2 separate regions of the Oryzias latipes genome follow, and region 2 is linked to region 1. A link is a contact called in public Hi-C data. All regions are on one chromosome and are shown on one strand. Each heading gives the region's core, a stretch centred on a gene start, on an enhancer-like site or on the middle of the called end of the contact. The rest is flanking DNA. Distances are from core to core; before and after follow the strand shown.

What was found. A called contact is a pair of places that touch in the nucleus more often than the background predicts.
Region 2: a Hi-C map of embryo shows a contact between it and region 1, with 3 times the contacts expected there. The contact joins the enhancer-like site here to the promoter of foxo3 in region 1. A contact is called at or near these places in 4 of 5 Hi-C or Micro-C datasets (embryo, fibroblasts and gastrula embryo).

What each region holds. Positions count from the first base shown.
Region 1 is chr24:7,543,795-7,547,529 of ASM223467v1, reverse strand. It overlaps foxo3 (forkhead box O3), which reads right to left and starts at 2,110. Exons shown (of 2, transcript NM_001160465.1): 1 at 1,556-2,110. The coding sequence starts at 2,110.
Region 2 is chr24:7,641,841-7,645,575 of ASM223467v1, reverse strand. The region is part of intron 2 of sesn1 (sestrin-1); the gene reads left to right. Among protein-coding and RNA genes, the nearest start is that of sesn1, 19 kb to the left of the region's middle. Within about 2 kb of position 1,610, at least 6 of the 8 cell types and tissues checked have an H3K27ac peak or open chromatin away from gene starts, as enhancers often do. A contact at or near this core is called in embryo and gastrula embryo, where this site is marked.

The DNA of each region.
Region 1 (3,735 bases), core at 861-3,360:
TTAAATATGTCATCCATCATGAGGAAAATACCACAAGAACATGTTAAAAACCCAACTTTCATCAGAGGTCTTTAAAGACAATAAGGTGATAACAGCACCTTTGTTGGCAGGCTTCTACCTGGTCTGATCATTAACTAACAAAGATATGAAGTAGAATGATGTAATCGGTAACCTGTAGGAAAGACCCAAAAGGATTAGCAGGATTTGTTTAGCAAATCTTCTCTACAAATGAGCACAGCCATAGGTAGGTTTTGAAACTCAACTCTGTGCAAATGCTGAAACGTCAAAGTCGACATGACTGTAATGATCAAGGAGCTCAGAGATGGTGTTTTTCCACAACCTGAAGGCACACAAGGCCTTCACACTGAAGTGTTGATCACTTTAGCTTAACACAGAATTGGGATTCAAAGCTCATATAATTCTGTGTTGGAAAGAGTGTCCTGAAAAGAGAAGAAGGCCTTAGAGGAGGGCAAAGGCTGCGAGCTCCAGCGAAGACTTACAGACATCCCATGTGTAACACTACACCAGTGACCGGCTGGCCTTCATGCCCGGAATTCCTGGAGTAACAAGCCTGCCTGGTGACGGTGAACCCGGCCTTGACTCGGAGGGCTCCACTCACAACCTTCTCTGCTCCTCACCGACTCATATCAAATAGCAAAACTTGAGAAGCCCTTACAAAATATGGCCTGAAGGCTCCCCAACCCCTGAGACCAGACTGTCGGCCCATGGTGGGTGTTAATCTTTGCTCTCTGACCTTTTTTGCCAAGCCCCCATGCTCTTATCCACTGGTCCCATATGCCGTTATGATGACCGTTTGGTTTTTGAAAAGAAGCTTTACCTTTAACACCTCACCCAAGCTCGTGGTGGCTCAGCTATTATGTAACTGCCCTCATGCCATGATAAGCAACCTTGGCAGTTGCCTACCTGACCTAAAAGACTCATAGCTCCCTGCCAAGGTTTACATAACAAATGGGGAAAAAGGACTACTGCTTTGCCTTACACCTGCAATATTTTGGCAATAAAAGCCAGAAAGTCAATAAACCTTTTTTTTTTTAAAGTCTTGTCTGTTTCATAACATCAGAGTTATATCATTTTTTTTCCTTGCAGTTCTTGAGCTCATGTTTGGACTGGCTGCTGTACTGAGACTGCCTTATGTAACTGTGTCATTCTTTGTTTTAGATGCCGTTACATCACTCTATATGGGCCACTGGGTTTCCAGACAAACTGGTTGCAATGTCAATTTGTTCTGATGTGTGCCACCCAATGGAAAGACAAACAGCAGCCTGCACCAATACTTTACATGCTATGCAAAGTTTTGGTGCAAGCTGTATGCAAATGCAGAAAAGGGTGGTTTGCTGGGAAAAAAAGATAAGTCGTTAAGATCAAGTGATGCTGAGATTTAGAGGATGAGATGCTCTAATGTGTGCGCAAACATTGCGTTTGTGCGCGCATCTCCATCCTCTGAGGAGGTGTTTACCAGCCACATGCGTTTTTGTTTTTGTTTTGATGGAGGAAGGAGGGGGCTCGGGTGGGCGCTGCGTGGAGCCACGCTTACCTTCCATCCCGCAGAGCTGTTGCTGTCGCCTTTGTCTTTGAAGTAGGGGATGGATCTCACCATCCAGTCATAAATCTGGGACAGAGTCAGCCTCTTCTCGGGCGAACTCTCAATGGCCTGGGTGATCAGGTCGGCGTAGGAGAGGTTCCCCCAGGCGTTGCGGCGGGAGGAGGTCTTCCTCGGGGTCTGCGCTGCAGCCAAGCCGCTGGGAGTCAAGGCGCCGGAGGTGGCCGCCGGGGAGTGCGAGGAGAGCGGCGAGCCTCCGCTCTCTTGACCGGGGGAAGGCAGCGCTCCATCACCCACGGGGCTGTTGCTGCTCTGGTCCTCCGCGGCTGCAACGGAGCCGTTGACGCGTGCAGCTGTGGGGGTAGCATCCTCCTCATCGTCTTCCTCCTCCGGTATAATATCTGTGTCGTTGCTCTCCGGCTTCACCGCAGCGGAGTCCGGCCGTGGAAGCGGCCAAGTGCAGGATCTGGGCCGCTTTTGAGGCTCAAAGTCCGGGTCGATGGCCACGTCCAAGTCCGGTAGCGCGTCGGGAAGCGGGGCCTCGGCCATAATCTCCTTTTATTTTTCCTGACGAATAAACTTACAAGACAAGAAGCGGAGAGCTGTCAAAGTCCCATGAATGCGCGCTCCCGTCCTTTGTTGCTGCTCTACGGCAGAGAAGTCCCGACTGGACCGAAAGCAACTTCGCTCCTGACGCCTGTTGAGGGCACAAAGGGAGAATGAGCGAACGAAATTCGGTGGACAAGTTCAAGACAAAGAGCCTGTCGTTGCTAAACGACTTCCTGAAGAGCAGCAAAATCATTAAAACTGTCTCCGAGCTTCACTTCATTTCAGACACTGCTTGCTCCCCTGAATGGGAGATCTGCACAAAAATTCGTCCTGGTACAAAGATCTGATCCTCCTACTGGCGATTTAGGAGGAGAGACTGCAGAAATACAACCCCCCCCCCCCCCCCCACACACACACACACACAAAAATGCCCTTCAAAAGAATCAAACACCTGGAAGGAATTACCTTGTTGTAGCCCCGTGCGCTTGTAGCAAACACAAATACTGATAGAAATGACTAAACCCCGGGTTGTCCACTGAGACGTCCAGATGCCATCTTGACTGCGGAGCTCGTGCGCTGCGCTGCGCTACAAAGATGTGATGTGTGCGGGGGCAGGTCGGTGTCGATGTGGAATAAGGCTGCCACTTCACTCTAGGTTACTACTGTATCTTGATTTGCTTTGCACGCAGGGTGACACGCACACACAGAGTCGAGCACACACGCGCTTTTACGCACACGCGCTTTTACGCACACGCGCTTCAGCACGCGTCGGAGAACCAGCCACCCTGAATCATGCGCATGTGATCGCCTTCTAAAGACATATGAAGAAAGAGAGCTGCGGCGCAGGTGGAGGCTGGGACACGTCCGAACATGTTGCTGCTGCGCAGACTCATGCATGCCGCCGCTGCAGAATAGAGGTGGGAAAAATACCCGTTCGCTTGATAGATCTGCTCAGTGCTGATGAAAGTACTTCCTGCATCCAGAATGAGTCGATTGTCCCTTTATTAAAGATAACCCCTTTATCCAAATGCTTTAAATGAGACTTTTAATGACTTAAGTGGTTATTTATGGAGAATTCACGGAAACAAAGTCACATATTTGCACAGTTTGATTGCAGACATGCTACATAAAGCCTTCAAATGTGTTTTGAGATAAAAAAATAAGATATTTTAGTTTGAAAAAAAAAAGGAGTTTATAACGTTTTAAAAACAACAATGGCAGCTTAATAAGCCCTCCAGGTTGTTCTAGTGTCCAGGCCACGCCCCTTTAGAGTGTGAAATGACGTCAGGTATGCATTAACCAAAGATATGAGGAAAAATACTGGACAGTGAAGGGATGCTCGTGTCTCATCTTCTTTTTGCAGGAACTTTGATCACTACTAACAACCTGTATTTAAAAAGAAATTAAAATGATTGAAAATATGATGCAACAAAATAATAAATCAGCTTTTACTTTTTTTGTTGTTGAAACTTTTGAGAGGCTTTGCAGCTTACAGAGTCACATCAAGGCAGGTTATTGCTACTCAGAGTCATATTTGTAGCAGGAGACGGTGGCTCCACACATATTTCTGTCTTTACACACATCAAACTGAATATTTGATGCTGCAGTTCAGCTCCTGCTAAGTT
Region 2 (3,735 bases), core at 361-2,860, 99 kb before region 1:
GCTCAACAACGACGCTGCAATGGTATTTGTGCCCTGTTTACCTCCAATCAATATGTTAATCGATACAAGATTACAAAATTCTATAGGCTGCTTAAAGATCCACTCTTTTGATATATTTTTTAAAATATTTTCATAGGTCTTTTAATTATGATTATGCTGTTTTTAGCCCCCCCCCCCCCAAAAAAAAAATACCCGTGTTTTTTACTAGGACAGTTCCTGCACTACTGACATTACTGGTGCAACAAAAATGGCGAATAATATTGGATCTATCAAGGCGCACAGTTTGGAGCCAGATGCCTGAAAACAAAGACCTGCATGGATCTATTCGTCTCCAAGTGGATGAACCGGAATGGAGGGAATCTTTTTCCAACCACATTTTTTCATCTGCTCCTGATTCACTGATTTGAATAAAGAAATACCCAAAAATACAATTTGAAGCTCAGTTTCCTTTATATATGTCCTCCATCATCAGAATAAAGCCACAAGAACATGTTAAAATCACCCAAAACCCCACTTTTGTCCAACTGGGTCTGTAAAAAGGGTCAGCTCTGGACTGAAAGTGTTTTGGAGAAGGACTTGTGTGGTTTCCTGTTATTTCTAAAGAGATTCATGCTGATTTTGTTCTTTTTCTCTCTCTCGTACAAATATAGGTTATCAGGGCTCTGCTGTAACGTATGTTTGAGAAAAAGCAAATACAGGACTGTAGGTGTTGTTTGACTAAAGAATCTGTGCAAAATATCACAGGTGACTGTCCATTTCTCAAGGCAAGTGTGTGTCAGGATGGCTTTCCAAGCGCTCCATTTACACTCAGAAGATAAAAAACAAGACAATTGTAAGGCAAAACTTGGTTAAAAAACAATTTAGTTAAAAGGGGAACTTTTAATAATCTTAAAAGAAATGGCTGCAAACCTACGAAAGAGGTTTGGATTTTGCAAAGATTTTTACTTATAAGTTGGTGGTTATAACCCCCCCCCCCCCCCCCCCCCATTATGGTTTCATTGTTGTGCAATGCTTGTTGCACAAAATTGGAAACACAAAGGAGGAAGAAAAAGTTGGTAAAACAAGTTGTGGATGATTTTATTGTACTTGTATTGTCATTTCAAAGTCTTAAAGGTAATTACATTTAGTTTCCTTGTATTTGTTGGTGCAAAAACTTTTGTTTGAATGTAGTTTTAGTTGTGGAACAAAGTGGTAAACAAGGAAGATCAAGGGAAATCTATTACAAGAAAAACTCACCCCAGTGTTTATTTATAACCTGGGAGGTTAAGGAGTTGCATCTTGAACTTAATTGGAATGCTTTATAAAAATGGCCCCTCGTCTGCGTTTCTGTAAGCTGTTTGCTGGATATGTGAGCAGATCTACATCTGTGTCCCTGAAAAACAACCGTGCAATGCTTGCATATGGTGTAAAAGTAGGTCCCGTCCAAAGGCAAGAGGGCCCGTTAAAGCCTGACCTGACCTTCTCTTTTATTTCCTCTATCCATTACTCCGAGGCCTCGGAGAAAACAGAGCAAACAGGAAAACAACAACTGCCGTTAACAGACGGCTGCTCCGGGCGCCTGCTCCGATTGGTTGTGCTGCTGCACGGGCAAGGGCTGCTATTGGCTGAAAGCAGACACACCTCTAGAATCTGTTTGTGCAGCCAGAAAGCAAAGGGTGGGTGAATGGAGGGGACATTAGAAGGAGGGGTTTGATGGCTAAATGGCCGGCTGGGGGATTTTACATTTCCAGAAGGGTGGAGATTTGAAAGGGCAGCATGCACACTGGACAGTCTTTCTTGAAGTTTGTTAGGAACTTCTAGGAAACTAGGATGTGTGTGTGTTTTTTTTTTTTATGCATGTGTGTTTGTGGGTTGTGCTCGGCTTTCCTAAAATCACAAACAGGCGAGCCTCATTTAGACCCACCATTTCTGAACTTTCCCAGAAACTTGACCAAGAAGTAGAGGAAAACTTCCTTGATCGGAGGAGAAAACATTTTTATCTTTGAATCAGATCAACATGCTGCTGCCGTCAGGCCTGCCTATGCTTGTCATAAAGGCTCCATTCTGCTCTCATCTGCTGCTACTAAATCAATCATGTTTTTCATTTTTGACACCCATGGATGCTGTGTCTCTACAGGAGCTTTTGTTTGTGATGCGATAAACAAGTGTGAGTCGTTTTGTTTGGTAGGATTTCTGACTATTTTTATGAAAAATAATAGTAGTGGAATTTGTTTTTTATTTGCAACAATGGAGTAAACAAAGTAAAATAAAAAGTTTCAAATTGTGGCCACAAAGTTGATAACATCGTGTAATTTTCCACAACAAGACAAAGCCAGGATAGCTTAAAAAAGGCACGAACGTGTCACAAGCTCATCTGATGATCTCCTCCAGAATCAGCTCATATTTAGGACAAGCTGCTTTGGGGACGGGACAGATGGGTTATAATGATTTTATTCGGACTTTTCCAGCATGTAGACACCAGTAAAAACATGAGAAGACTCTAATGGTTTTCATCGTTTTTATTACATCAGCTGACAGTTTGGTGGATAAGATGTTCTCCACAGATTCTTTTTATTTCCATATTCTGTAAACTTTTTGCCTTTACGCCGTATGTCGCAAACGTACCATTAAATCCGGACTCCAACTAATTTAGCATCACCTAGAAATAAAAAAAACACTGTAAAAATAAGTCTTCTATTAAAATTGGAAATAAATATAAGCATGAAAGGGTTTTCAAAATGACTAAATCATGAAAAATAACAGTTTTTCAGTTTTTTTAAATGAAATTTGATACACTACATGACTTCTTCCATTTTGTTTTAAGCAAAAACATTTCTCAAAATGATAGTTTTCACCTCCAGGCTGGCTTAAAATAATATAGAATTACAAAATATGCATACATACATTTTCTCAAGCATATGTGTGACATAAACATGACTGCATCTCGGAAAAAAAGTGGATAAGTGCAAGCAGATGCACCAGCAATCCTCCAAGCAAAACAACCGCACCCAAAACACCCATAATATTTTATTTCATGGCTTTTCTTTTCTTGTTTGCTTCTTCGTGAACCACAGAGATCAATAAAACTTGTGACTCTCCTAAGCTGTGTCGCAGTCACGCTGTTTTATGTGTTACTAAGAGAATTTGAGGCAGATTAAAAGCCGATCTGTTTAGAATCAAAACTTCTAAATGGACGATAATCGGTTACATTTGGAATGTTTTTCATTGTAGAAATACAAAATGCTGTGTGTTTGAACTGTTCAACCTCTTGTTACCCTCAAGCATAAGACTGCTTCAGGCTGTTTTTTTGCTGAGTATGATGTTGAAGCAGGTTGGGACATGTTACTCTGAGCTTCCTTTACATCTCCTCTTCTTTTTTGGACAAACAGACGGGGGTGTCTGCAAATCCAGTTGAAGATAACGTTTGCATATATATATATATATATGGCGTATATGTTCTTTTTTTCTTTCCTCCTACAGAGTGAGGTCAATCTGTATGGATATGCAAACAATCTATACCCTTGTATAAGTCAACCATTGGTGTTAACTACAAACTTGTTCAAACTGAAGCTCAGTCTGTTTGAAACTTGTAAAAATCTTTGCATTGGCAATAGAAAAGGGTTGATTGTAGACATGATCTTTGGGTCTTGACTGGTGTTTGAGGGAGGACTGTGATCCCTGATGTGCACTGGCTGGACCTGCTGTCCCCACTGCTTCAAAGCAGCGCATTCATCTGTGTGAGGCATGTGGAATTGG